Regions from separate parts of the Mus musculus genome. Here region 1 is linked to region 2. The links are chromatin contacts, called in public targeted proximity ligation maps. All regions are on one chromosome and are shown on one strand. The core of a region is the stretch at or near the end of the contact, and the rest is flanking DNA. Distances in the headings are between cores, read along the strand shown. Region 1 overlaps Rela (v-rel reticuloendotheliosis viral oncogene homolog A (avian)). Region 2 has its middle 12 kb from the start of Ap5b1.

Region 1 (3,669 bases), core at 201-2,700, 69 kb before region 2:
GGTATTCCAGGAGAAACACTCTAGGAGCCACTGGGCCGAATTTGAGGTACTCGAAGGAATCAGGGTTACAGAGCCTTAAGCTGGGTCAGAAAGGGTCATGCAAGGTCCACTAGGGATCCACTAGGGATCCCGGAGCAGTGGTTCCTCCATGTGGCCTAGCTTTTCCTGGTTGAACATATTTTCTTATTACTGGGATAAAATACAGACCAACAAAACAAACAAAACTCACGTAAGAATTTTGGCTCTGGTTCAGGGGATCCGGTACCTGCTGGTGGGAGCAGATACATTGTATCCAGTCTGGGAGCAGAAAAATCCTTGCTGGGGCTTAGTTATTTTCAGTCTCTCTCTTTTCTCTCTCTCTCTCTCTCTCTCTCTCTCCCTCTCTCTCTCTCTCTCTCTCTCTCTCTTTCTTGTTTGTTTTTTCAAGACAGGGTTTCTCCTGTGCAGCCCTGGCTGCCCTGGAACTCACTCTGTAGACCAGGCTGGCCTCGAAATCCTCCTGCCTCTGCCTCCCAAGTGCTGGGATTAAAGGCGTGCGCCACTACACCCAGCTCGCACTCTCTCTCTCTCTCTCTCTCTCTCTCTCTCTCTTTTTTACTCACTATGGGGCTCTAAGGAATGATGCCACTCATAATCTTCCATTGGTTAAACCACTTTGGAACCCCTCACAAGGATTCGAGTTGACAGCGAAGCCTAATCATCATAGGGGCGGTGGTGAGCAGCCTCACGGGGCAGTGAGGAAGGTGGGAGGGAAGGCCCGGGTCACTGGGCAGGTGTCTTCAGGCCCTTGGGATCTGACTCTGTGGTTGACAGATGTTTAAAGAGAGAGTGGTAAGGAAGGTCTAGGTGTCAGCTTTTTGGTTGCAAATAGGCAGACTAGTGCCGAAGGAAGCTGTAGCAGCCGTCCTGGAGGGAGGACCTTGTGAAAGACTGGTTGCACATTGCTGGTAAGGGAGAAGAGGTAGTATCCACAGTGGTGACGATGTTTCCGGCTGGAGCCACTGGAGGGTAACAGCTGAGACCGAGAGGAAGGAGGAGGAACAGCCTGGGTTGACTGTGGTCACTTGGAACAGGGTGAGTTTGGGAGACATCAGAGTAGAACTGTCCAATGGCTAGCGCCCAGGGGACAGAAGTCTGGGCTAAAGACAAAGATTTAGGATGGATGAACCATTAACATGGTGAGGTCATTCAGGGAGTGTGGGAAGGACTAAAAGAAGGCTTCCGGGGGTCACCAGAGGCCACTGCAGGCCAGAAAGCCAAGAACAAGACACTGCCTAAACTGAGGCTGAGAATCTGAACTGCACCACTACAGGATGCCTTCAGCTTCAAGCCTTATCATTCAAAGGGGTCCCGGCTCCCAGCCCCGGCTCCAGGGCAAGGTCGCCTGGATCTGATTCCAAAACAGCCAAGGTCAGATGGGCTCCGCCCCATCTGGAGCTGAGTTTAGCTGGGTCCTTAGGTTTTATACACCCTCGCTTCAGGCCCGCCTCTGCGCCCGCCCTCTAAGCATGTGCACCTAGTGTTTGTGTTAGGAGACTTTCTTCCATTTCCCCAACATTTGCAGCTCGACCGCATCTTCTCCTGCAGGGACAATCTATCAGGCTCTGCACAAGAGCCTATTCCCAAGGGTCTGGAACTATTGCAGCTCGCTCACTATACACTTACAGATCTCTCAGCATAGGGGTTTCCCCACCGCTTAGCTGCGCCTCCCCGTGCTGAGTGCGCGCAGGGCGGGCGCATGCGCACCCGAGAAGACTGCCCCCTTTAGCTGCTAGGCTTGTGCAAGACAAAACCGGAAGTATGTCCAGCTTTAGCACAAGAGCTACGCCTGGCCTTTGTTTAGGTCTCCAAGGCTGGGCAAAGGTTCTAGGTATCCTCCTGGTACAGAATATCAAAAGTCCTAGGGCAGACCGGTTTTTGTATTGTTTTCTGAGACAAGGTCTCCCGGAGTAGACCTTGCTGGCCTTTAACTCACCCTTCCTGCCTTTGCCTCTGGAGGGCTGGGAGCAAAGGCATGTACCAGCACAGCAGGCTTTTTGGGAGCGGGGATGTGAACAGCTGTTTTAAGACAGTGTGGCACCAGGCCGGTCTCAAATCCAGTAAGCTCAAGATGACCTTGATCACTAGGGATGCAAAATGGCTGTTTTGTTTCAGCCTGAGCTAATGGAAAAACCTGGCAACTGCTGTGCAGAGTTCTTCATCACTTCCAGGATGGTCCCACCATCACCTCCCCACCAGGCTGTTCCATGTCTCTGCTGACCTAACTCCTGGAGCAAGAGGGATCTACGTTATGTGAAGGAACCCCACTCCTATTGAACCTTTTGTAGTGGAAGCCCTGTCCTAGTTGCTGTAACATTTGCCAATAGGAATCAAGAGTTTGCAGGAGGCATCCTCCAGTCCCAGACCCCTGGATGACGGTACACAGTCAATTCTTTCACCATCAGACAACCTGAAGTGGGCAACACAGTGTGCTCAGTGTTTGCTGAAAGACAGCTACTCTCTGGCCAGCGTGATAAGACATTTATTAGTTCAGAGCTAGAAAGAGCAAGAGTCCAATAGCTTTTTCAGTAAAGGCTGTCTTGTGGCTGAGCATCTAGCCTGCCCTCCTGACTCTACAGTTTGCCCTGCTATTAAGGCACTTGAAAAAAGGGGGAGCAGGGATGTCTCAGACTAAACTCCCCCCGATTCTGAAGGCGGCCAGCAACATCCCACCTGTTCCCCTTGGCCACAGCTCAGCATGGAGAGCTGGCAGGGCAGGAGCTCCACAGGACAGAAGAGCGGCCCCTCATGTGCTGGTGTCGGGCAGCACCACGTAGGAGCTGCTCTTGGGAGCACTGCTTTGGATCAAGGTGTACAGGAATCCGCGTGGAGGAAGACACTTGATAGTAAGGCTATATGGCCTAAGGCCATGGCTCCAGTCTGTCCCTCTCTAGGAGAGTGCTAGAAGCTGGAGATGGAAGCAGGATCTCAGAGTTCCCTACCGAAGCAGGAGCTATCAACACAGGGATGCACCGAGTCCTCCCAGCTCCGTCTCCAGGAGGTTAATGCTCCTGCGAAAGCACCTCCGAAAGCGAGATAAAGAGTAAAACGTGCCGCCCCAGAGAGATCACCCAAACAAGTCGGGGGCAGCTGGAGCACACTCCCCAGAATGTGTACGCACTTCGGGAAGGCTTCAGTGCCCTGAAACCTGGTGCTCTGAGCAGGGTCGCTGTCAGCACCTTAGGAGCTGATCTGACTCAAAAGAGCAGAGAAGTCCATGTCCGCAATGGAGGAGAAGTCTTCATCTCCTGAGAGACCATTGGGAAGCCCCGAGGTCCCCAGGGGTGTGGGAGCTGGGTCAGGGGGCCTCTGGGACCCTGTCACCAGGCGAGTTATAGCTTCAGGGTACTCCATCAGCATGGGCTCAGCTGTGGAGTGAGACATGGACACACCCTGGTTCAGGAGCTGCTGAAACTCTGAGTTGTCCACAGATGCCAGGTCTGTGAACACTCCTGGGTCTGTGCTGTTGCCAAGCAAGGCCCCCAAGTCTTCATCAGCATCAAACTGCAGGTGCAGCAGGGCTTCCGACAGCGTGCCTTCCCCAGCCTGGGTGCTCTTTGGAACAGGTGCAGACAGGGACTGGGGAGGACCCGGGGTTAGAACTGGGGCAGGAGCTGGGGGCTGAGCCAG
Region 2 (3,902 bases), core at 167-2,666:
CGCATGGATCACAAACGCCTGTTGGTAAGCGCCGCACTTGAGGATAAGGTCAGAGAATCATGGATTCTAGGACAGACTTTATCTCATAAAAACCAGCACCATGCACACAATGAGTGAACAAACGGAGTCTAACGTGCATACACACAAGAATTATATGACATGATGAAATGTGATTTATTCTAGGTTTGGTAAACTGGCTTAACATGTAAGCGACTGTATGCTGGGCAGCGGTGGCAGAGGCAGAGATCAAGGCTAGCCTGGGCTACAAAGTGAGTTCCAGGACAGCTAGGACTTCACAGAGAAACCCTGTCTCCATAACCAAATCAACCAAAATATATTTTTAGCCGGGAGTGGTGGCGCATGCCTTTAATCCCAGCACTTGGGAGGCAGAGACAGGCAGATTTCTGAGTTCAAGGCCAGCTTGGTCTACAAAGTGAGTTCCAGGACAGCCAGGGCTATATAGAAAAACCCTGTCTCGGAAAAAAAAAAATTTTTTTTTTAAATGTGAGTGTTGGAGAGATGGCCTGGTGGTTAAAGGCACACACTGCTACCTTAGGAGGATTGGAGCTCAGATTCCAACACCTATGCATCACGGGCCACAGCCACCTGGAACTCTAGCTCCACCTCCATGCTTCAGGAAGAGAAGTGCCAAGAATGTGAGGTAACTGATCATGCCTACATGGTGAGGTGTCCTTGTGTAGAGCCTTTGAGGGGCCGCTTGGCAGGAATCTGACATTGGCCCAGGACAAGGAAAGGGGCTTCAGGCAGGAATCTGACATTAGGCCATGACGAAGAAGTAAAATCAGGCCGGGCATGGTGGCACACGTCTTTAATCCCAGCACTTGGGAGGCAGAGGCAGGCAGATTTCTGAGTTCGAGGTCTACAGAGTGAGTTCCAGGACAGCCAGGGCTACACAGAGAAACCCTGTCTCAAAAAACAAAACAAAACAAAACAGGGCTACACAGAGAAACCCTGTCTCAAAAACAAAACAAAACAAAAACAAAAACAAAAGAGGTAAGATCAGGCAGGAATCTGATTTTAGGGTGGAACAAAGAAGTAGGCTTCAGGCATGTATGTGACTCTGGGCTAGGACCGGGAAGCAGGTTTAGATATCTTGACCATCATGATAAGCCCTTAGAAACAGTGGCCATGGGAGTTCTTGGCACTTTGTTTATTGTCTTGCTTATTCCTCATTGTACTGCTCACCCTTAATACTTGCATGTAATTAAAATGGTATACAAGTGGATTGGGAAAAAATAAACCTGCCTTCAGCCTGAGAATTGACTGAGGCCATGCTGCAGTTTTGTCTGAGCCCTTCTTCCAGCCTTCAGTGGGCTGAATCAGACCTTGTTTTGCCATAGCCACTCTAGTCTACTTAGGGTGGAGTCTTCCGACCTAGAGGAAGTCTATTGTCTGCCACCTCTGGAGCTTCCTGCAAGAAGCGCTACCTGCTGAGCAGCTGAGCTTGTTTTACTGATGAGATCCTGGCAAAGTGGGGGATTGGTTTCCTCCTTTAAATTCAGACTTAAGAACTAAACATTGGGGCCTGGCAGTGGTGGTGCACGCCTTTAATCCCAGCACTTGGGAGGCAGAGACAGGCGGATTTCTGAGTTTGAGGCCAGTCTGGTCTACAGAGTGAGTTCCAGGACAGCCAGGACTGTACAGAGAAACCCTGTCTCAAGAAAAGAAAAGAAAAAAGAATTAAACATTGGGCCTTGATCAGAAACTTTGTCTTGGTCTCATTCCTTTCTCATCTGTCCTTCCCATCCATCCCCAGCTCTCCTTCCAGGAACCCACTTCTCTGTGGCTACAGGTGGCACCTGAACGTGGGGACTGGACATGGAGAGCTCATCCGAGGGACAGAAGAAGATGGTACCCTGAACGGTAAGCACAACATACAGCGTTGATGCTAGTGCTAGCCTTAGCTTTCATCTTTTTGAAACTGTTGGTGTAGGTGCAAAGGGATGCGGGCTAAGATGGCGCAGCGTTGACCCAACGCTGATCCCACTTAGAGGTTGACAGTGGAAATGAGACTGGAAAATCCTAAACAGGCATTTGTCCGCAGCCTTCAAGAACTGCTTCAGGCAAGAGAGGGGTAGGGTTTGAAGACCAATTGTTAGAAAACTTTTCAGATCAGATAGATTCTTGCTGCCCATGGTTTCAAGAAGAAAGAACTTTAGATAAGAAAACCTGGGAGGAAAACTGGAGAGGCTCTGAGAACCACTCAGGCAGATAATATCACCCTCTGCCTCTGGGCACCCATGAAAGATGCTACTTATGAAGAAACCTTGCAGGCGTCAGATTGTGCCCAGGGAAAGCTTGAAAATTTTTCAGGAAGCACACCTGCCAGAGAGGGCTTTCTCAGAAAAGGGCCCTCTCCACCCTAAGCTAGAAAGGCATAGAGATCCTAAAGATGAGCTAACATCAGAGGAGGAAGCTCATTCAGAAAAGGGAGCTGCCAAAAATTATGACAGGGATTGGCCTCCTTGCAAGCTTTCTGCTCTGCCTATGGCCTCTATTGCAGGAGATGCTGCCCAGATGAACATGCAACTAAGTAAATTAGAGTTTGAAACTGAGCTGCAGAAATTGACTAATGAACTACAGGAGCTAAAAAAAGGTGTCAAGTACAGGGAAGAGCAGTGATTCTGAGATACACCAATCGCTGCTAGAAAGAGCTGTGAGTCAGGCTCTCGGGAAAGGACAGGACACAACTAACATGCTAGCTTTCCCTATAGTTGAGATAATTGACCAGCAGAACAATAGAGTCAGACAATATCAGACTTTAGATTTCAAGGTGATAAAAGAGTTAAAAATAGCTGTGGCACAGTGTGGCCCTACAGCTCCTTTTACACAAGCTTTATTGGATACAGTGATGGAGTCAAATTTAACCCCCCCAAGATTGGAAGACTCTATGTAAGGCTTCTTTGTCAAGAAGAGATTTCTTACTTTGGAGTTCTAATGGCATGAAGCTAGTAAGAGAACTGCCAAAATGAATGCTCAGACAGGTAACCCAGATTGGGATGCTGACACGCTTTTAGAAGATCAATATGAAGGCAATGCTAATCAGATTGGGTTTGCCATTGGAGTGTATGCACAGGTTGCAATGGCTACCTGACACACTTGGAATCAATTACTGACTAAAGGGGATCTCAGTGGAACTTTAGCTAGTATTAGACAGGCTCCTGATGAAAGTTTCCAGGATTTTGTGGATAGGCTACTAAAAGCAGCTAGTAAAATTTTTGGAGATTCTCAAGCAGGAAATCCTTTTGTTATACAATTGGCTTATGAGAATGTGTCTTAGTCAGGGTTTATATTCCTGCACAAACATCATGACCAAGAAGCAAGTTGGGGAGGAAAGGGTTTATTCGGCTTACACTTCCATTCTGCTGTTCATCACCAGAGGAAGTCAGGACTGGAACTCAAGAAGGTCAGAAAGCAGGAGCTGATGCAGAGGCCATGGAGGGATGTTCTTTACTGGCTTGCCTCCCCTGGCTTGCTCAGCCTGCTCTCTTATAGAACCCAAGATTACCAGCCCAGAGATGGTTCCACCCACAAGGGGCCTTTCCCCCTTGATCACTAATTGAGAAAATGCCTTACAGTTGGATCTCATGGAGGCATTTCCTCAACTGAAGCTCCTTTCTCTGTGATAACTCCAGCTGTCTCAAGTTGACACAAAACTAGCCAGTACAATTGACCCCTTGTCAACTTGACACACAAAAACATCACTAGTAAGCCTCAGTCCTTACAATCTTATTCATCCCCAAGATCTAAACAACTTTAAAAGTCCCACAGTCTTTTCATATTCTTAAATTTTCAATCTCTTTAAAATATCCATCTCTTTTAAAATCCAAAGTCTTTTTACAATTAAAAGTCTCTTAACTGTGGGCTCCACTAAAACAGTT

The links.
Region 1: a contact with region 2 is called in a targeted proximity ligation map of embryonic stem cells, with 18 read pairs. A contact is called at or near these places in 11 of 39 promoter capture datasets (the 3T3-L1 cell line, 3T3-L1-derived adipocytes, HPC-7-derived erythroid cells and 6 more), 3 of 484 Hi-C or Micro-C datasets (bone marrow-derived dendritic cells, bone marrow-derived macrophages and cerebral cortex), 8 of 130 datasets of targeted methods (the HPC-7 cell line, bone marrow-derived dendritic cells, bone marrow-derived macrophages and 4 more) and 4 of 9 other capture datasets (adipose tissue, embryonic stem cells, liver and 1 more).

What each region holds. Positions count from the first base shown.
Region 1 is chr19:5,646,967-5,650,635 of GRCm38.p6, reverse strand. Rela (v-rel reticuloendotheliosis viral oncogene homolog A (avian)) reads right to left here. Exons shown (of 11, transcript NM_009045.5): 11 at 2,502-3,669. The coding sequence ends at 3,220. Among named protein-coding and RNA genes, the nearest start is that of Rela, 11 kb to the right of the region's middle.
Region 2 is chr19:5,577,700-5,581,601 of GRCm38.p6, reverse strand. No RefSeq gene overlaps it. Among named protein-coding and RNA genes, the nearest start is that of Ap5b1, 12 kb to the right of the region's middle.